2 separate regions of the Mus musculus genome follow, and region 2 is linked to region 1. A link is a contact called in public promoter capture Hi-C data. All regions are on one chromosome and are shown on one strand. Each heading gives the region's core, a stretch centred on a gene start, on an enhancer-like site or on the middle of the called end of the contact. The rest is flanking DNA. Distances are from core to core; before and after follow the strand shown.

Region 1 (3,792 bases), core at 1,228-3,727:
AAATAGGCTGGGCCATTTGGAAGATTCAAATTCCTATGGAGTCTGAGAACCATGGCTTTACATAATGCAATCATCTATAATGCAGCCACTGCAGACACCAGAAAAAGAAACCCCTTATAATGGAATCATGTTCAGGTTCTGCTGGTCTTAACCAATGTATATTTGGGGAATCCTTTAGCTTCATTTTTTGGGCACAATAATTTCTTTCTGTTCTCTGCCCTGATCACTTAGAGCATGGGGAAGTTGGGACAACTCAGTAGGCTTCAGACATCCTTACTCTCCTCCCAGCAAGAAATGCATCTGGCAATATGGTCTGTTATATATCTACACACTGACATGAGCATCTTTTATGGTATATTCCATTTTCTACTCTAATCTTTATTTTCTCATTAGATTTATTTTGCAAGTATTTATAGGTCAGATGCCCTATGGAAAGCCTGACTTTAATTATTTCCATTGTTCCTTCTGTCTTCAGATCGTATGGCACTCATTTGCTGATAATATAACAATCTGAAACTCAGTCACCACACTAGCTATATTTATGACCAACGTGTCTTAGGTAATAACTTTGAACACAGAATTGCTTCCTAACCTTTGTATTCATTTTCCTAAATCATAAGGAGGGTCATAAATGACACATATGCATATGTGTCTTCACATCTCTGAGAGCTTCCAAAGGGTATGTTTCTTTATGTTTTAGTAAATTCTTATTTGGAATACTCAAAAAAAAAAAAAAAGAAAAGAAAAGAAAACAGTTGTATGCCCTCAATTCACTGCTCAATTCACTGGCTGTACTTTTTTTTTTTTGACCTAGCCAAAGTGACATAAAGTTGCAAAGAAAAGATGACTACTTGGCTAGTACATACTTGCTTATCTCTATAGTATGAGAATATACTATAATGTCATTATCTCAAGGACCAGAAAGATAGGGAAATGATAAGATCTAGCATCTATTTTTAGTCCAGAATTTATAATGTTAAATTTAGATTGTTCTTACATGTGTCTTTTGTGTTTATTTAATGGAAAAATAATTATAAATTACTGGGCACCTGTTAGGTGTGAAGGACTATTCGAAATAATTCTCGTATTGGATATGTAGTAATCTTTATTACAGATTGAGTCTTGCCCTATTGTATACTTTAGGGAATATGTTAGTATGTTTTATAATAGGTCATACTAGTCAGTAACAGAGGCATTCTTGAAACCCAGAAAATGTTAAACTCCTTTACTTCTCTAAATTATACCTGTGGTACATTATTTGGACTAGCTAGCAGAAAACTGAAAAAAAAAAGTTTCCTCAACTCAAATTAATCTTGATGTATATTAATTGTTTAATGTGTTAGTTTCAAATAATTTATATAGACCTTTGGAAAGGAGAAATAGTGGACAGCACTCTTACTCAAAGCATACAACTAGTTTATTGTTTAAAAGGAAGATGTATTAGGAATTGTGGGTAATTTAAAGGCATTAATGCCACCAGCACCACTAGCAACAACAAGAGATATCTCACATTGACAAAAGAGCTTCTGTGGGCTTTAGTAATTTTTTTTTCTAATTATAACAGAAGCCTTGGCAGTAGTGAGAGTTTAGTTTTTAGAGAAGTTATAATAATAACGGAGTTAACTCTTTAGGAATATTTGCATAAATGATCACTATTAATACTCATTAGAGATTATTATAAGAAATTTTTGTTTTAAAAATTGGTGTGCCTTTGATATATACATACATATAAGTAAAGCAATTTAGTGTATCTATAAAACCATTGTTATTACTTTTATGTAGATGAAAGAAATAGGAAGTTTGAGTACTATCTTCTAACCCATTTTTCAAAAGCCATAAAAAACCCATTGTGGGCTTCATTCTATTGACATGTATGTGGAAGCCAGGCAACTTCAGGACTGCCATGAAGCTCTACTTAGACAGGGTCTCACACTGTTTTAGACCCTGTCAATTAGGAAGGTTCACGCTGATGGCTGATGGAATTCATGCTCTCCTGTTTACAGGCAAGTGCTGTAAGCATGAGCCATCTCTCTAAACCCTAGAGAGAATTCTTGAATTGTGAAAAGCAACTGTAGGTCTTATTTGCCTTAATTTTTTTCCCCCTACTTTCAACATCTGGCCTAAAGAATTAAGATATTTAGGATAAATTGCTGTGACACTTTCCAATTTGAAAACAAAAAACAAAAAAACAAAAAAACAAAAAAAAACAAAACAAAAAAAAACAAAACAAAACAAACAAAACAAAACAAAACAAAACAAAACAAAACAAAACAAAACAAAACAAAAAAACCCGTAAGTAAAGATAAGTTTCATTTGCTCAGAATTCCAACCAGGAGCTTTGGTGCTCTGGTTCAGTACAGATATTTTCCAGGCCATGTACCTCTCAGCCAGCTCTTCTTACCAGGCCTGGGCACAGAAAAAAAATGCATTATCACAAGTATGCAAAATTCTGCCAACCCCTTCTGGTGTCTTTCTTAACTACATGCTTTTCAATTTAGCCTCATAGATGTCAGCTTCTTCCCATAAGAACAGAGGCTTGCACAATCATCAGCTCAGCTGCTTCCGCCATCTAGTGGCAAGAGACAGAAGTGAATGGGTTTTGTTTTCTGTAATTGCTAATGCTGCAAAATGGCAAGAATCAGCTTCATTTTTCAAATCACTGGCATTACTACAAATGCCAAATCTAGAAATACAAATGAACACTAATTTTTAGCAGCTGAAATTGAAGACCTCATGACTTCTGGGGTCACGTGCAACTTTTGGTTGTTTTCAGTTTGTTTTTTGTTTTTGTTTGCTTGTTTGTTTTGTTGTTTGTTTGTTTCTATGGTCAAAGTATTGATTAGGTACCATGTTACTTATGAAGCAGATACTGCTTGACCAACACAATCTTTGGTGGAAGGATATATTCTTGTACACAGGACCTGGCTCCTTTTGAGGAGAATTACTTAGCCTCAGTAAAAAACTGGAGATATTACTACCAGCCAATCACTGTGATGGGACTTGCTGCTTCCTGATCTCAGTAGGTCCTTCTTTCTCCACAAAGTCCTGGATGCTGAGAGTGGATCCTGTATCTCAGTCCTCTGCATTTCTCTTCCTTTTGAGCAACTCTACTCATATTCCCAGCTTGCACTACAGAAAAGATGTCTGTATTGTTAATTCTCTATTAGACTTTTCATCTTCTTCCTCTTTGATATCTGAGGCTTCACATATGCCAGACAAATTCTCTATTAATGACTTTCATAGGGGGACGATTTTAATTTATTTCATATACGTCTTTACCTAATTAGTCAAAAGGAAAGCATTATTTAATCTCCACCTTTCTTTCTTCTACCTTCATGATTTAGTATGTCTCAGAGTCCTGTATATGAGACATCATATATTTTCTAGACAAACTGTCAAATTCATGGTCTCCATGCTCGGTGCCTCCACTTTATCTCTGAGCTCATCACCTTGCCTTCTATGAGATGTCCTTGATTGTGATCTCACTCTTTTCCAGTTTTTCTACAACACCACATGAATAATTGTGTAATTTGCAAGCAGGACTATGTCATTCTCCATTATAAATTTTGCAGTCATCCCTTGTTACTTACAAAATGAAGTTCAGTCTCCACCAAAGGTCATTCTTTGCTTTTGCCACCCCTCTGCCTCACTCTGTCACATGCTGTGCACTCACCCAACTCTCTATATTTGCTATCATCATTTCCCCTCTCTTCCCTATTCAGGTAAGCACCTTCAGTTCTCAGAACCATTGAATATTGACATGATTATTGGAGTTAATGGCAACTTTGACCT
Region 2 (4,170 bases), core at 1,166-3,665, 1.1 Mb before region 1:
TTGGCCGTTTTTAGAACTGAACCACTTCAAAGACATAACTGGTAAGTTTTCTTATTTGTATATTTGTATGTGGATGTATGTATGTGGGTGTGTGCATGTAGAAGTATGTGTGGAGGTCAGAGGTCAGCTTTCAGGACTTGGCTCTCTTCTTCCATCACATGAGTCCCAGGACCAAACCCAGCTCATCAGGCTTGGCAATAATACCTCTGCCTGCAGACTTATCTCGCCTGGTACCAGCTTGTTATTTTTCTATAAAAATTCAAAGAATTAAAGCATATATTCTCAGGGAGTAGGTGGTGGTACATGCCTTTAATCCCAACACTCGGGAGGTGGAGACAGGTGGATCTCTGTGAGTTCAAGGCCAGCCCGCTCTTCAGCTCAAGGACAGCTAAGATTACACAGTGAAACTCATTTCAAACTAACAACTCCAAAGAACATATTCTTACATTATAGTCTAGTGGCATAATGTATATGTTGCTTCAGAGAATCTTGGCAAATTAAATGAACTAACAAAAATGCTTCCTCTCCACCTGAGGACTGATTCAGTACTTCTGGTCATAAGGCTTGGCAATCTGTACTTAGAAGAATCAATCATCTGTAGTGTTTCTGATGTACTGCTAAGTGTGGATAGTAACAAATGAAGACTGCAGCACCATCGACAAAAACGTAGACAAATCACGGCTTCCTCTGCATCTCACCATCTACTTGAAAATAACTATACTGTGGTATTTCCATGGGATAAGGACCAACTTTCAAATTTGCTAGACTATTGACATTTGTCTATAGTAAGCAGTAAATACTTGTTACACTGAACAGGGACACAAACCATGCACTAATTTTAAGGGGAGACAAGATTTCCTCAAGAGTAACCAGACTTCAAGTGGAATAACTTGAAAATTGTACCAAAATATTAACATTTTTCTGGGGTGTTATATTTTTGGTAAAAGTACACAGATAAGTTGAGATTTGAATTATTTCATCAGATTCAAAACAATGCTACCCCTTTGTGTGTGAGGGCACACATACCTAAGGAGAGAACAGAGGAGGTCTTTGTATCCTGCTCTGTCATGCCCTTCCTAAGTCTTTGATAGGGCAGCTTTTATTGAACCTGGAAGTGGCTGGGGGTTCAACTTTGTGTTGTTATGCTTGTGTGCAGCACAAGTTTCTACCAGTGGACCCACCTCGCCACCCTTTTCTGAAAAGTCCACCAGAATGTGTATTTATAATAACTACCTAAATATGGATTCAAAGATGTGACTAATTCTAGCAGCTAAACAGTAGCCTTGCAAGGGCAGCCTTGATTGAAAGTCAGCGGAACAAATACAATTAAATAACAGGGTGAAAACAAAACAGTGGCAAACAACAAAACCACACAAGTGTGGAGGGCGGAGAAGTGTTTTTGGGTACTGAATAACTCAGTTTATCATCATACACAGATCCAGGAAGAACGAAATGTGGAGGTTGGGATGCCTTTTACGGCGGAAAAACTGAAAAGCACAAGTATAAAAAAAAGCCTTGGAAATAGTTCTCAGAGTAAAGTAAGATATTCTCCAGGATATACAGACTAACAAAGTGTTTGGAAACGCATAGGTTCCAGGACACTTAAAAAACAAAACAAAACCCTACTATGTGATTTGTAAATCAGAACACCCGCAAACTACCTAAGAGTTCATAAATGGAGACGGAACCCCGCCCCGCGCCCCCACCAACTCAAGCCGAGAGGAGGCGCAGGTCCGCAGGGGCTGGGTCTAGGAGGAAGGAAGCCCTCCAGCCAGACCCTGTCTGGAACGCCCAAGACCCACCATCCCCGGAGCTCGCGGGTGGCTCTGCGCGGGTGGGCGGGGCCCTGCAGGGGGTGTGTCACTCTCGCGGACGCCTGAGCGGGCACACCCGCCCGAACCTTCTCCCTGAGCGAGTCTTCGTCTCACCTCTCCGCAGGGCGGGTGACAGACGCCCATGAGGAGTTGAAGTCCAGCGGATTCCGCCGCCGTCAGGGCGCAGGAACCGCCAAATCCAGCGGCTCCTCATAGTCTCGGAGCCCCGCAGGTCAGCAAGGGGAAGCGGAATACGCGTTGATTTTCGCTGAGGCTTTCGGACAATGAAGTCCTCTCACCATCAGGATGCTGGGAAATGTAGTTTCCGGTCTGTCACCAAAGCACCTACTTGAGAGGTTTTTCTTCTACAAAGCTAGGCCTCTTCACAGAGCCACACTTAACACGACTCAGAGCTTATCCCCCTAGCACATCGCCCTTTTCCCATCTCTTCCCGCCTTTACCGCCCTAAGAAAGCGGGGTCTTGGAGAACCTTCTGGCGCCCATTTGCGGGCGGCGAGTTAGTCCCGCAGCAAGCTTCCCAGACCGAATCCAGCGTAGCAGCATAGCATCATGGGACCCGCAGTCCTTGCTGCTGAGGATTGTGGGGATGAGACCGCGTTGTAGCATCGACCAGTGCCCGTGGAAGTCCAAAGCGTATCACACACTTGCAGTTTCGCGTCTCTCTGCTTGGCCCTCTGGTGCACTGGAGGACCAACTGTTTTAGGCCTTTTCTTCAGGGAAACGAAAATTCTCCATTTCCTGGGTCGGCATTGTTCATGATTTAACATTCTCCAACTTCAGTTACCAAAGTCATTGCCCCACCTGGTAAAACCTTGAAAGCAATGTACTAACTAGTCTGTCGCTTACCCAGATTGCAACTTTGTGGGAATCAGCTACCCACCAGCCACCATTTCAAGCACTGAAGCTCATTAAAAACAAAACTTGGTTCCCACCAGCAAGCACTTTAGTAGATTACACATAGAAGGAAATTAAAATGATTCTGTCGTGGGTACTAGGGACAGAGACAGGAGAGACAGTTCTCCTGGGCTGCCAGGTGGGTCCCTGGTATTCAAGCGAAGCACTCTAGACTTTAAAATATTTTCCAATTTCATTTTCAGAAATATCTGAATGCCAGCTAGGTTTAAAGATTAATAATTCGAAGAACAAAGAAAGAATTCCAACAACAATTTAAGTTCTTACTGTACAGGATTTTTTTCCCAGGCTATGTGGGGATTATAAGGATTTCTGCTCTCCAAGTGAAAGACCCACAACATGAGGACTCCCCCACGTTCTGACTCAGGAGAGGCGACACCCCAAATCACGCATGAGAAACGGTCTTGCTGCAAACTGCAAGAGGACTTTTAATTCAAGAGTGCTCTCGGGACCACAGTAATACACCACGCAGGGGTAGAGGTCCCTGGCGCCCCAAGTAGCTGGGTAAGGGGGTATTTAAAGGAAGAAACCACAACTCAAGGAAGTGGGGAAGGCATTGTTGGAAAATACCAAAGATACCAGTTAAGAGTCAAAAGGAAGTGCAAAGTCACAAGAGTCACAAGGAATACCTGGTAATTGTTCGGGTTATCTCTCAAGACAGTTTCTAAGAGCCCCTAACAATGGCACATTTGCATAGCGGGTTCCAGCAATGGTCAGGGGGGGGGGGTCAGGGTAACTTTCTTTGAATGAACACTCTTTGAACCCAGGAAGCGGTGGGTAGAGGAATGTCTGTTTTATGACTAGCATACCTTGGAGCATTGAGTCACATTCCCAAGCCTGGGCCTAAAGGCCCAGAATTTTGCTTTTATATTTTTTCACAAGAACTTGTAATAGAAAAACAGGAGAAGGTAGAGAATAAGGAAACAGTAATATCTTAGTATCATGTAAGTTTTTAAACAATTAATCTTCTAGTCCAGCTGAGAGTGGGATGTTGGCCATATTTGCAATAGCCAAGCTATAGAGAAAGCCTAGGTGCCCATCAACAAATGAATAAGAATTATTATGTGTACAATGGAGTTTTATTTAGTTATAAAGAAAATCAAGGGCAGGAGAGGTGGCTCAGCCATTAAGAGCATTGACTACTCTTCCAGAGGTCCTGAGTTCAGTTCCCAGAAACCACATGGTGGCTCACAACCGTTTGTAATGGGATCCGATGCTCTTTTCTGGTGTGTCTGAACACAGCTACAGTGTACTCATATACATAATTTTTTAAAAAAGGAAATCAAATTCATGACATTGGGGTGGGAGTGGGGGAACGGGAGAGTATCATATTAAGCAAAGTAAGGCAGATACACAAATACAAACATCCCGTGTGTTTCCTCATATGTGCAATCTAGCGGTGTGTATATGTAAGGCATAAAAT

What was found. Promoter capture Hi-C pulls out the DNA fragments that hold promoters and counts their contacts.
Region 2: a contact with region 1 is called in a promoter capture Hi-C map of second pharyngeal arch cranial neural crest, with 7 times the contacts expected there. The contact joins the promoter of Ccdc90b here to the enhancer-like site in region 1. A contact is called at or near these places in 9 of 39 promoter capture datasets (the 3T3-L1 cell line, 3T3-L1-derived adipocytes, cranial neural crest and 4 more) and 1 of 115 datasets of contacts at active chromatin or transcription factors (astrocytes).

The regions. Positions count from the first base shown.
Region 1 is chr7:91,456,131-91,459,922 of GRCm38.p6, reverse strand. The region is part of intron 2 of Dlg2 (discs large MAGUK scaffold protein 2); the gene reads right to left. Among named protein-coding and RNA genes, the nearest start is that of Gm24552, 220 kb to the right of the region's middle. Within about 2 kb of position 2,477, at least 4 of the 459 cell types and tissues checked have an H3K27ac peak or open chromatin away from gene starts, as enhancers often do. A contact at or near this core is called in second pharyngeal arch cranial neural crest, where this site is marked.
Region 2 is chr7:92,559,394-92,563,563 of GRCm38.p6, reverse strand. It overlaps Ccdc90b (coiled-coil domain containing 90B), which reads right to left and starts at 2,415. Exons shown (of 9, transcript NM_025515.3): 1 at 1,929-2,415. The coding sequence starts at 2,028.